Linked DNA regions of Muntiacus reevesi: region 2 is linked to region 1. A link is a contact called in public Hi-C data. All regions are on one chromosome and are shown on one strand. The core of a region is the stretch at or near the end of the contact, and the rest is flanking DNA. Distances in the headings are between cores, read along the strand shown.

Region 1 (5,764 bases), core at 1,955-4,454:
AAAGTTTTCCATTGTAGCTCATAACTCTCTGGCTAATAAATGCTGCCTTTGGGTCAGATGATCACTAATAAGGTATAGCCAGAGAGAAAGGCAGACCACAGCTTCTGCATAGCTGGAGACATTTTCTTTAAGGGACTGTATGCATGGCCTGACTTTGAAATTGATACAGACAGAATACTACTGTTACAGTAGGTATTGTTCCAAGATAAGATGCATATAAAGAAAGTGAAAAGCGAAGTTGCTCAGTGTCTGACTCTTGGGACCCCTGTAGCCTGACAGGCTCCTCGGTCCATGGGATTGTCCAGGCAAGAATACTGGAGTGAGTTGCCATTTCCTTCTCCAGGGAACCTTCCCGACGCAGTGATTGAACCCAGGTCTCCTGTACTGCAGGTAGACTCTACTGTTTGAGCCACCAGGGAAGCCTCAAAATGCATATATATTTTTAATTCAGAGGATTTCTTTGTGATGTTGATTGGATTTGATTATAAATTCTAGTATTTTAATTAATTAAAATTGAGGTATAACTGACAAACAACATTATATTATTTTTGGGGATATAATGCAATGCTTCAGTACTTGTCTGTATTGTGAAACGATCAGCACAGTGAAGTCTAGCTAAGGCTTTTTCCTTGTGATGAAGACTTTCAAAATACACTAAAATTTAATATGCTGTGTTGTTTATCTAAAGTGTTTTTAGATTGCATTATAAGACTACTTATTAAAAAATTTATTTTCTTCTTTTTGGTCCTGCCCTGAGGCTTGCAGGATCTTAGTTCTCTGACCAGGGATCTAACCTGGGCCCTGACAGTGAAAGTGCTGCATTCTAACCACTGGACCACCAGAGAATTCCCCTCATTTAACATTTTAAAGAGATAAATATATATTCAAGATAACTAGTTTTCCTTGGTCTCTTTACTACCTCCAAGAAACCCTTTCTTTGTAATTAGTGAAGAAAGCTGAGCACCGAAAAATTGATGGTTTTGAACTATGGTGTTGGAGAAGACTCTTGAGAGTCCCTTGGATTGCAAGGAGATCCAACCAGTCCATCCTAAAGGAGATCAGTCCTGTGTGCTCATTGGAAGGACTAATGCTGAGACTGAAACTCCAATACTTTGGCCACGTCATGCGAAGAGTTGACTCATTGGAAAAGACCCTGATGCTGAGATGGATTGGGGGCAGGAGGAGAAGGGGACGACAGAGGATGAGATGGCTGGATGGCATCACCGACTCGATGGGCATGAGTTTGAGTAAACTCCGGGAGTTTGGGATGGACAGGGAGGCCTGGAGTGCTGCGATTCATGGGGTCGCAAAGAGTCGGACACGACTGAGCGACTGAACTGAACTGAGCTGTTGAATAAAATGATAACATGTCATAAATTCAATACTCTGCTGGTGGCCAGGGATACAGGGATGAAAAAGACACAATCTCTGCCCTAAGACTTTATTGTAATAAATCAGCACATAATTGAAGCTCAAAAATATTATTGCATTTTTATAGGTACCTTTGAAACAAGCTTTGATTTTTCCAGTAGTCATGTATGGATGTGGGAGTTGGACCATAAAGAAAGCTGAGCACTGAAGAATTGATGCTTTTGAACTGTGGTATTGGAGCAGACTCTTGGACTGCAAGGAGATCAAACCAGGCAATCCTAAAGGAGATCAGTCCTGAATATTTATTGGGAGGACTGATGCTGAAGTTGAAACTCCAATACTTTGGCCATCTGATGCAAAAGACCCTGATGCTGGCAAAGATTGAAGGTGGGAGGAGAAGGGGACGAGAGAGAGTGAGATGGTTGGATGGCATTACCAACTCAATGGACATGAGTTTGAGTCTGCCTACAATGCAGGAGACCGAGGTTCAATCCCTGGGTCAGGAAGATCCCCTGGAGAAGGCAATGGCAGCCCACTCCCATACTCTTGCCTGGAAAATCCCATGGATGGAGAAGCCTGGTAGGCTACAGTCCCTGGGGTCGCAAAGAGTCGGACACGACTGAGTGACTTCCCTTCCCTTGAGTAAACTCAGGGAGATAGTGATGGACTGAGCGACTTCCCTTCCCTTGAGTAAACTCAAGGAGCTCATGATGGACAGAGATGTCTGGTGTGCTGCAGTCCATGGGGTTGCAAAGAGTCTGATGTGACTGAGTGACTGAACTGAACTGAACTTGAAAGAAGAGGATGTCATGCTGTGTTGTGACTGGCTGCCTTTAATGTTGAAAGAGACTACCTGAATCACTAATCTAATTTCTAAAGAGAAGATATACACTTCTGTAAGACTAAGGTCATATGGGTAAACTTATATATGTCATAGAATATTTTCAAAAAATAAAATTTAAATATGTATTTAGGTAACATAACATTATTTATGTGTCCTGTAGAGGTGAAATACTTTTCTAGAAACTTTCCAAAGGAAAACTCCTCAACTTTGTCAGATATAGTTTTAATTACTCCACTAATTTACATTAATACTGTCTTTGACAATCACTTTTTTTCTGCCTGATCCTATTATGGTATAACTAGCTGATCTAATTGAAGTGGAGGGAGACAAAAGTGAACTCTCTGCAAGCTTGATGCAAATAGTTTTCTCTGTTTTCTTGTATGCAGATTTGGAAACCATAATATTTAAAAGTTTACTTTTCATAAAAAAGAAATAACTAGTTTACAAAATAAAGCCGTAGGCCAAATGCGGTGGTGTGCTTTGTTTTGTTTTGTTTTGCCTGGTTAAGACTAAAATAAAGAACATTTTGCCTCATATAATTGTGTATAGGAAAATAGGAAAGGCTCTATTAGGAGAGTGCAGATCCCTCATTAAACCGTGAGTTCCCTCCCGAAAGAGATTGTATCTTTTAACTTGGTAGCCTAAACTTTAAGGATCTCTTTAAGGATAGAATACTACCCTTAAAGCGTGCTTTCAAAGTTCCCCCAGTTACACGCCTTTTCTGCAGCCAAGACTACAACTCCCAGAAGGCCATACTCCTCTGGAACTCAAAATATGCAGGCGAGAAAAGTCCCAGAACCCATCGCACCAGATCGAGAATACAATTCCCACTATACCCAGGGACTCCGGAAACCTTGTCAAATACCACCTGTTGTCATAGCATCCGGGTCTGCGCTAACCAATCCGAGAGCCCATGCCTTAGAGAGGCGGGCCATTCATATCTTTGACCAATTGGAGTCAAATGTTGTTGTGTCACGTGACCGGAGGAGGCGGGAGCTCAGGACCGGCGCCTTCTCCTTGCCTTTTGGGGTCGTGGCCTTGCTCCCGCTGTGCAAGGCAGGAGTCTGGCCCCATCCACGCACGTGTGTGCCCGTGGCACCTGTGGTGTCTGTGCGTCCGTGCTAGGTCTCTGCCGGGTCAGAAGCAGAAGCCATGGGCGGGACGGCCAGCACTCGCCGGGTCACCTTCGAGGCGGACGAGAATGAGAACATCACCGTGGTGAAGGGCATCCGGGTGAGTGACAGTGGGCGGGCGGAGGGCCAGCATTCCGACTCGAACCCAGTATCTCTGGCCTTTCCAGGTTCTGCTCGGCCTGCTTTTCCCCACTTCTGCCGCCAAAGTGTTGTTCGGCCCGAAGCTTAGTTCCTTGCAAAGAAGGTGAAGTTTCTCAAGACTTGGGACATCTGTTCAGAGATATTTCCTGCTGTGTGCCAAGTGCTGAGCGCTGTGCTTGGGGACTGGGGGATGCCAGGTTTAGTTAGACCTTCTAAGGGCTCAAAGACCAGTTTAGACTGTACTGCTTTGTAGTCCTGGGACCTTATTTGAAAGCCTTGCCTCACTGTACCCACCTATGAAATGGGCTTGTCTCTCCTGGATTCAGAATTCAAACCTCTCTCAGGATGAACTTGGCGTTTTAAGGAGCATCTTATGTACTGTCTGTCGTTGAGTACTCTTCCACTGACAAGCCCCCATTCCCCCAACACCCACCCACGCACACCTTAGACTTTTCTGCCGTGCTTCAGGTGACTTCTGGCTTCTCCTTCACTTTCACTTGACATCGTGTCTTTCCCAGACTCCTCCTCTTGTGGCCTGTTGTTTACAAATTTTGGACTAGGCCCAGTGGCTTCTAGACTAACGTCTGCCGGCCTCATAGAACTGGAGGTAGTTTGCAGGTTTTCATATCACTAGGAGTAGTACAGTTTGTTTTGACCGAGATGTTAGAGAAAAATTTTAAATGCTCCCTGCGCATGCTTCATACTTAAATCGAAAGCTTGATTTTTCTCTAGGGTGTCGGTATACCAGTGCTCACTTCATCAACACACCCTCCACCGCACCTGAATTAGCAGCCTCAAGTATTTGGAAGTATGATGACTGAACCTTGTAGATAAAGCAGTTTGACCCCAGAAAGTTTTATACTGTTTTCCTTCCTCTGCACTACATAACCAGCATAAGCAAATGTGTAAATTCTTTTTAGCATTGATTACGAGGAATTAAAACTTCTTAAATATTTGAAATGTTGAAAAACTTTTACTTTGCAACTGTTACCTTGAAGAATTTGTTAGTTTTCTTTATGAAAACAAACTGTTGAGCTCAACTTTTGGTCTGTGGCCTGCATTCCCTTGCATTAATGAATGGTGGTACCACATTTTGTAATAAGATGTCTGAGGCAGCATTCTTTGCATTGTTGAGGTTTAGTTGGTACTCTTTAAAATAAAAATTTCTGTAGGCTCTGAGTTTTATGTGGAAACTTGATTAATTTTGCCTTCAGAGGCTTTGAGTGTTAAACACCAGAGGGCGAAAAAGAAAAGTAAGAAGAAGAAAAGTAAGTTTGGGTTGAGAAGGCAATTGGCTAGAAAAAATGTTAAAATCCATGTTCTCATGCTTTAGTACAGGCACAGAGATGGCAGCAAACAAAACTAAAAGAGAATTGGGCCACAGCACAGAGATTCACGTCAAGTATTAGACAAGGTTAAATATGTTAAGTATGAAGAAAGTTTCAGGTTAGATTAAATGGAGAGATTGTCTTAAAGCCCCTTTTAAAAAAATGTTATAGGAAAAGAGGCTATGTCCTTTGACCATTCAATTTGGTGGAAATATTCTTTTATTTATTTTTTCTTTCTCATGGACTACATTTTATACGGTTATAATTCAAGCACATACCATGCTTCCTGTGACCTCTGTGCTTTGCTTTTCTTCAGTTTATACCCTTCACCTGGATTGCCCTTGGCAGCGTTCTCCCTGTTGCTTCAGATTCTTTTTCAAGGGCAATTTTCGATCTCTGAGCTTCAGTTTTCTCACCTGCAAAGTGATGGGGTTTGAGTACACCTGTAACCTCTGATCTGTTGTAATTCTGAAATTTTGTGCATCTAGCAGCACTATGAGTTTCTTGTAGCCATACTCAGCCTCCTGCACTTTCCCCTAAAAGTAGCATGCTGTTGAATTGTTGAGTACTTAGATATCATTCTGATTTCTTTGAGGTCATGGTCAAAAGAACATCAGTTAGTTGTTAAACAGACCTCAGTTAAGTTAATTAGGCATTTTCTTGTCTGCATTCTTGGACAGATCACTTCCCTGGTTATATTCCCTTATCCCCAAAGGGGAGTATCATCTCTTGATTGTGGTAAGAAGATGAAGTATTTAAAGCATATTGTAGATTTTTAATGAAAGGTAGCTGTTATTAAAATGATAGGGTTCCTTCTGCATCTCATGTTCTGAGACTCTTTGGAAGTCTGCAGTGGTAAGAGCATGTGCTTTGGAACCAGGCGAGCCTTAGTGTGCCGGCTGCGCTTCTCATTAGCTGTGTGCAGCTACTCGTAATACTTACCTATC
Region 2 (5,764 bases), core at 1,385-3,884, 150 kb before region 1:
CAACATTGTAATTATTTAAGGTACACATGTAATGATTTGAGATATACGTATATTGCAGAATGATTAAGCCAGTAAGTTAGCATCCATCAGCACAGATTTTTCCTTGTGATAAGAACTTTTAAGAGCTACTCTTAGTAACTACTTTCCTCTTTGCATTCTTTCCTCAAGTACGCCCCCCCCCCCGAAACTCCCCCACCCCAAATACCAAAGTAAAACGACCATTTTCCTCTCATTTGCTGCTATTATTTATGAAATGGAAACCACTGGCTGTTTCAGAGCACATCAGGGAGGAAACAAGGAATTAGCAACACCCAAATTTTCACTCCAACATCAAAATTTTCCTGTGACTCAGAGAAATGTTGAAATACTCTGACACCAGTAACATCCAGTCTAAAACAAGGTCCTATGTAACCATGAACCCCAATCCTTACTAACCTTGCCCAGGATGCTAGGTCTGGACACTCCAATATAGCATGCTGGTAACAGATTATAAAAAAGTAAAAATGTTATTCAAGTGGTCTGAGGTGGCCAAGGACAGAGAAGAAAAATGAGTTAACAGTATACAACAGAAGTCAGAGTAAAAAATGTCCAGGTCCAAATCATGGTGGTAATGTGAAGGTAACAGAGATGGAAATAAGAGACACATGGGCAACCACCAAATCATATTCCATAACACCCAGCAGGAGATTGCTCCTGAAGAACATATAGGCACAGTCAACCAAAGGCAACGAATGTTTCCAATCAGTATCAGTAAAAAAAAAAAAAAAAAGCTTTAGTTTAATATAAAGGGTTTTTCCAAATATAAGACATTTTGGGTAAACTTAAATGACCTTTAAGAAAACTGATATACAAAATACAAGAAATGAGCAAAGACTACAAAATCATAAATACATAACTGAGAAGGTACATTTGTATATACTGCTATCTTCCCTAATCCCCACTCCACTTTTGTTGAAAATAACTGCTCCTTCTCCTAGATTTCCAGCACATTTCATCTGTCTCTTCTAGTCTTATGTCACGTTGTTACTTACATATTTTATCCCTCAAGTAGTCTACACTCTCAAGAGTACCATCATGTCAGATTCATCTTTGCAAAACTCGGGGCATTCACTCATTCATTCAACAAATATTTACTAACTACATAGTAAGTGCCAGGCTCTGTACAACACACTGGCACTAAACTTGTATTGTTTAAATGAATGTTGACTAAAAAGCAAAAATAAATAAATAAACAAGTTGAAAAAGGAATCCAAATAAATTCATGTATTATAGTTCCTCAGGAATGAAGCTGGGGAACTAAAAATATTGTACTTGGAGTTTTAGTATCACGATAAACATTTACACTACTTGTGTTTTGTCTTGGCAAGACTGGGTCCACAGGAAAACTGCATTTCCTCTGTATGACCTACCAAGTATATCACATACGTCCATAAAGAGAAGAATTATCCTCTTAATCCTAAAGAAAATTTAGTAATAATGATTTCATATGTCACAATCTTACTTCTAGAGAAGCCTAAATACCCATGAGATGGGTCTTTATCAGTCCATGAGCAGGTGGACTGTTCTAAAAGTTAGATCTGTTCATTCATTCAAATGCTTACTAACTACCAGATACTGTTGAGCCTGGGTTTTTAAAAGGTCATCAGAAGCCCACCAAAACTCAACCAAAAGTTTGGCATAGGTGGGGGAAAGGGGGAAGGAGATGTTTCATTTTATGAAAAATACATGGATTGAAATTCACGTGCTAACAGCATAACATGTCATAATACATTTTGTTCAGCCTGCTTTTAGCCACTCCCTTGAATCATCCTTAGCGGGTTCTGAATGAATTCTCCACTCTTACTATAATTTACTTTAAGAAAAAGTGGCCCCTAGAAGGTCGACCACTCCTTACTTCCACCATATACAGTCTGGGAAAATGATATGCATAGAGGATAACTTGAAATTTGTTTTGCTTTTTAAAGACTAGACAGGAATACGAAGGCAGAACAAAAGGCAGCATGGATGTGTGCCTTCAAATCCACAACTCTTCTGACCAGCTCACGACAGGCTATCGTATTTGAGGCTCAGCCTTTCACAGGTGGTTGGAGGTGTTCAACGTGTGAAAACAAAATCTGCAATTTGTGACAGAGGTCTGCGGACGTCAGGGCCTGACACCCAGAAGTCCAGGGAACAAGGTGAGCGATGCTGAAGACAATCAATACATGTATGAATAAGTGAACACACCTGGCTTTCTCTACCAAACCCCAAATAGCGTGCTTTTAGGGCCCGGGGACCCTAGTGGAAAGCTCTGGCAGTAAATCAGAAAAACACTGAGAGGCCAGGCTCCTCCCTCTGGCCCAACCCCAGAGAAAAAGTGAGAACTGCGGGGGCCCTTGGGAGGGGCTGGGGGGAGGCAAGGAGGAAAGGGAGGGGTCGGCAGGGTGGAACCCAGCTAACCCTTCTCCCTTCCAAAGCGGAAATCGAGCCGCTGCCCCCGTCCCCTGCCCCTGCCTCCTGCCTCCCTCACCTGATCACAGAGATGAGCAGCCCCGAGGGGTCTTTGCTTTTGCTGACTGTGCTTCTGTATTTCCCACCAGCTCCTTCTGCCGCCATCTTGGTGCGAGGGGGGAGAGCGGGTGGGCTGGAAGGAACCAAGTGTAAACTCTGTAATTGACCTCTCTGGAGAGTGCACCAATGGGAGAAAGGAAATCCAAAGTCACGGAACTGGATAACCCAATCGCTGAAGAGAGGAGGCGGGACCTAGGAAGTAAGGTTCAGGGGCGCTCTAAGCACTCTGGGAATTGTAGTTTCCTTCCGCGGTTCCAGGGCGCGCAGGAAAACTAATACAGTTGCGATTTAGTGAAATCTTCTTATATCTTTATTTGTACTTATTCTGATCTTGAGTTTTCCCCCCAGCTTTATTGTTTTTATAATTTTATTAGTTTTTAAATCATATTTATCTGATGATGCCAAAGTGCGTACATGGGGTGTGTGTTTCAGTAGGGTCTGTGTTTGATGCCTGTATGACAGTTTTAACTTTAAACACAAGTAGTTTTTTTTAAATCCAATAAAATGCGGAAATGGATAGATACAGAAATTCTTTTCTGTAGTATTATCTAAAACTAAATGCTTACGCATTCGTTTAATGTGTGAATTCAGTTATTTTGTTATTTCCGGACAATTCTAAAAAACATGCAAAGAGCAACACACAAATGGATATTGATAAAGAAAACAGAAAAACCCAGAAGCAAAACTGACCAGTTTGCAGATTCCTTTTCTTCTCAAGCTAAATAAAATATAACTGGCAATAATGCACAAATATGCTTTATTAAGATTTTTACTGGTAAGTTTTCATATGTCCTGCATCTGGCTCAACTGGCTTAGTCATAAATTCAGTAGATGAAATGAAGAGAATAAGATTACCATAAGAATGGAAAGTGCATAAATTGAAGAGGGAAGGTAGTGAGTGATCTGCTTAGTAGCAGTAGAGATGAAAGAACTTCAGAGATGAATAGAAAGCAAACAGAGAGGTCCTGGAGCTGTGAAATAGCAAGCACAGAGCACCTCCTCTACTTTGATTAGGCAGGTGTCAGTTGGCAGAGGTTCACAGTGATTTTATAAAATAACTTGCAGATACACACACACACACACACACACACACACATATTTTTTTTTAAGTGTTCCTTACCTTTGGCTCAATAATTCCAGTTCTAGGGGTTCTGATTCTAGAGAAATAGAGATTCAGAAAAAAAAATTTTTTAATTCTTAAAACAACATAGAAGTATTAAATAAATTATAGAACATCCACACAAGAATATAACATGTAGCCACTGGAAATCATAATTTTAGTGGTTTTTGATGAAGAAAAGATGTTCATGATATACTTGCAAAAAGCAGGTTATAAAAGTAAAGAATGCACATATGTGAAAAGGGGTAATTGAGCCTAGTGGCTAACGATGTAGGCAGTAAGAAGAAAAAAAAACAGGATCACCTCAGTTGATACAGAAAAAGGTTTAGACAGAATTTAACAACCTTTTCATGATAAAATGCTCAGAAAACTGGAAGTAGAAGGGAATTTATTCAATATGATAAAGATTGCTTATTAAAAACACGCAGCTAACACTCAGTGGTCAAAAACTGAATGCTTTTCAGCTGTGATCAGGTACAAAACAAAGATGCCCACTTTGCCACATCTGTTCAGTGAAGTACTGAAAAGTCTAGCCAAAACAATTAGGCAAGTAAAAAATAAAAGGCATTCAAATTAGAAAGGAAGAAGTAAAACCATCTCTATGTGTAGAGAAGGTGGTTGACATATGGAAATCCTAAAGAATTTTTTAAAAGCTATTAGAGCTAATAAATTAATTCAGCAAGGTTGCAGGATGCAATATGAAAACAAAAATATCAATAGTATTTTTAGACACTAGCTATGAACAATCAAAAAAGGAAATTAATGAAACAATTCCATTTACAATAACATCAAAAAGGATAAAATATTTAAGAATAAATTTAACCAAAGAGATGAAAGACTTAACCACTGAAAACTACAAAACTTTGCTGATAGAAATTAAAGTAGATGTAAATAAATGGAAAGACATCCTGTGAGCATGGCTTGGAAGAATTAATATCATTAATATGTCAGTTCTCCCTAAAGCTATCTACAAATTCAGTGCAATCCTTATGAGAATTCCAATAGTCTTTTTGCAGCATTGGAAAACCTGATCCAAAAATTTAAATACAAGGGATTTACATGTATTGCAAGGAACCTCAAATAGCCAAGAAGAATCTTGAAAAACCTATGGTTTGATATGTGGTATATGATTGAGGTATCAACAAAATGTGCCGTAATAACAAAATGTGACATATCAGTATCCAATGGAATATTATTCAACCATAAATGGAAATGAAATACTAATACATGCTACATCATTAATAAAACTTGAAAACATTATACTAAGTGAAAGAAGCCAGACGCAAAAGGCTCCATAGTGTATGATTCCATTTATTTAAAAAAAAAAGATACCTAGATTAGAAGAATTCATACAAACAGAAAGCAGATGGGTGATTTGCAGGGGTTGAGAGGTGGTGGGAATGGAGAACAACTGCTTTATAGACGCAGGGTTCCTTGTGATTCACTCCCAGCCCTTCACCTGCTTGTTAGATTATCTTGGTGTGTGCATGCTCAGTTGTCTCCGACTCTTTGCAACCTCATGAACTGTAGTGCACCAGGCTCCTCTGTCCATGGGATTTCCAGGCAAGCATGGTGGAGTGAGTTGTCATTTCCTCCTCCAGGGGATCTACCCAACCCAGGGAACAAACCGGAGTCTGCAGTGTCTCCTGCATTGGCAGGAAGATTCTTTACTACTGTGCCACCAGAGGAGCAGACTGTCTCAGGTGAGTTACTGAATCTTTCTGGGCCTCAGTTTTCTTATCTATAAAGCATATTATAGAACTTCCTTTAGACAATTATAGTAAGACTGTAAAATATACATGATCAGCACTTTGTAAATAGTACGTGGACCATGAACTTCCAGATGTTCAAGCTGGATTTAGAAAAGACAGAGGAACCAGAGATCAAATTGCCAACATCCGCTGGATCATTGAAAAAGCAAGAGAGTTCCAGAAAAACATCTATTTCTGCTTTCTTGACTATGCCAAAGCAAGTGACTGTGTAGATCACAACAAACTGTAGAAAATTCTGAAAGAGATGGGAATACCAGACCACCTGATCTGCCTCTTGAGAAATCTGTATGCAGGTCAGGGCGCAACAGTTAGAAATGGACAT

Evidence for each region. Hi-C and Micro-C count contacts between places; a contact is called where the count stands out from the background.
Region 2: a contact with region 1 is called in a Hi-C map of muscle, with 5 times the contacts expected there. The contact joins the promoter of EXOC4 here to the promoter of CHCHD3 in region 1. A contact is called at or near these places in 2 of 3 Hi-C or Micro-C datasets (blood and muscle).

What each region holds. Positions count from the first base shown.
Region 1 is chr6:91,820,333-91,826,096 of mMunRee1.1, reverse strand. It overlaps CHCHD3 (coiled-coil-helix-coiled-coil-helix domain containing 3), which reads left to right and starts at 3,204. Exons shown (of 8, transcript XM_065939307.1): 1 at 3,204-3,448. The coding sequence starts at 3,368.
Region 2 is chr6:91,968,417-91,974,180 of mMunRee1.1, reverse strand. EXOC4 (exocyst complex component 4) reads right to left here and starts at 2,634. Exons shown (of 18, transcript XM_065939452.1): 1 at 2,510-2,634. The coding sequence starts at 2,595.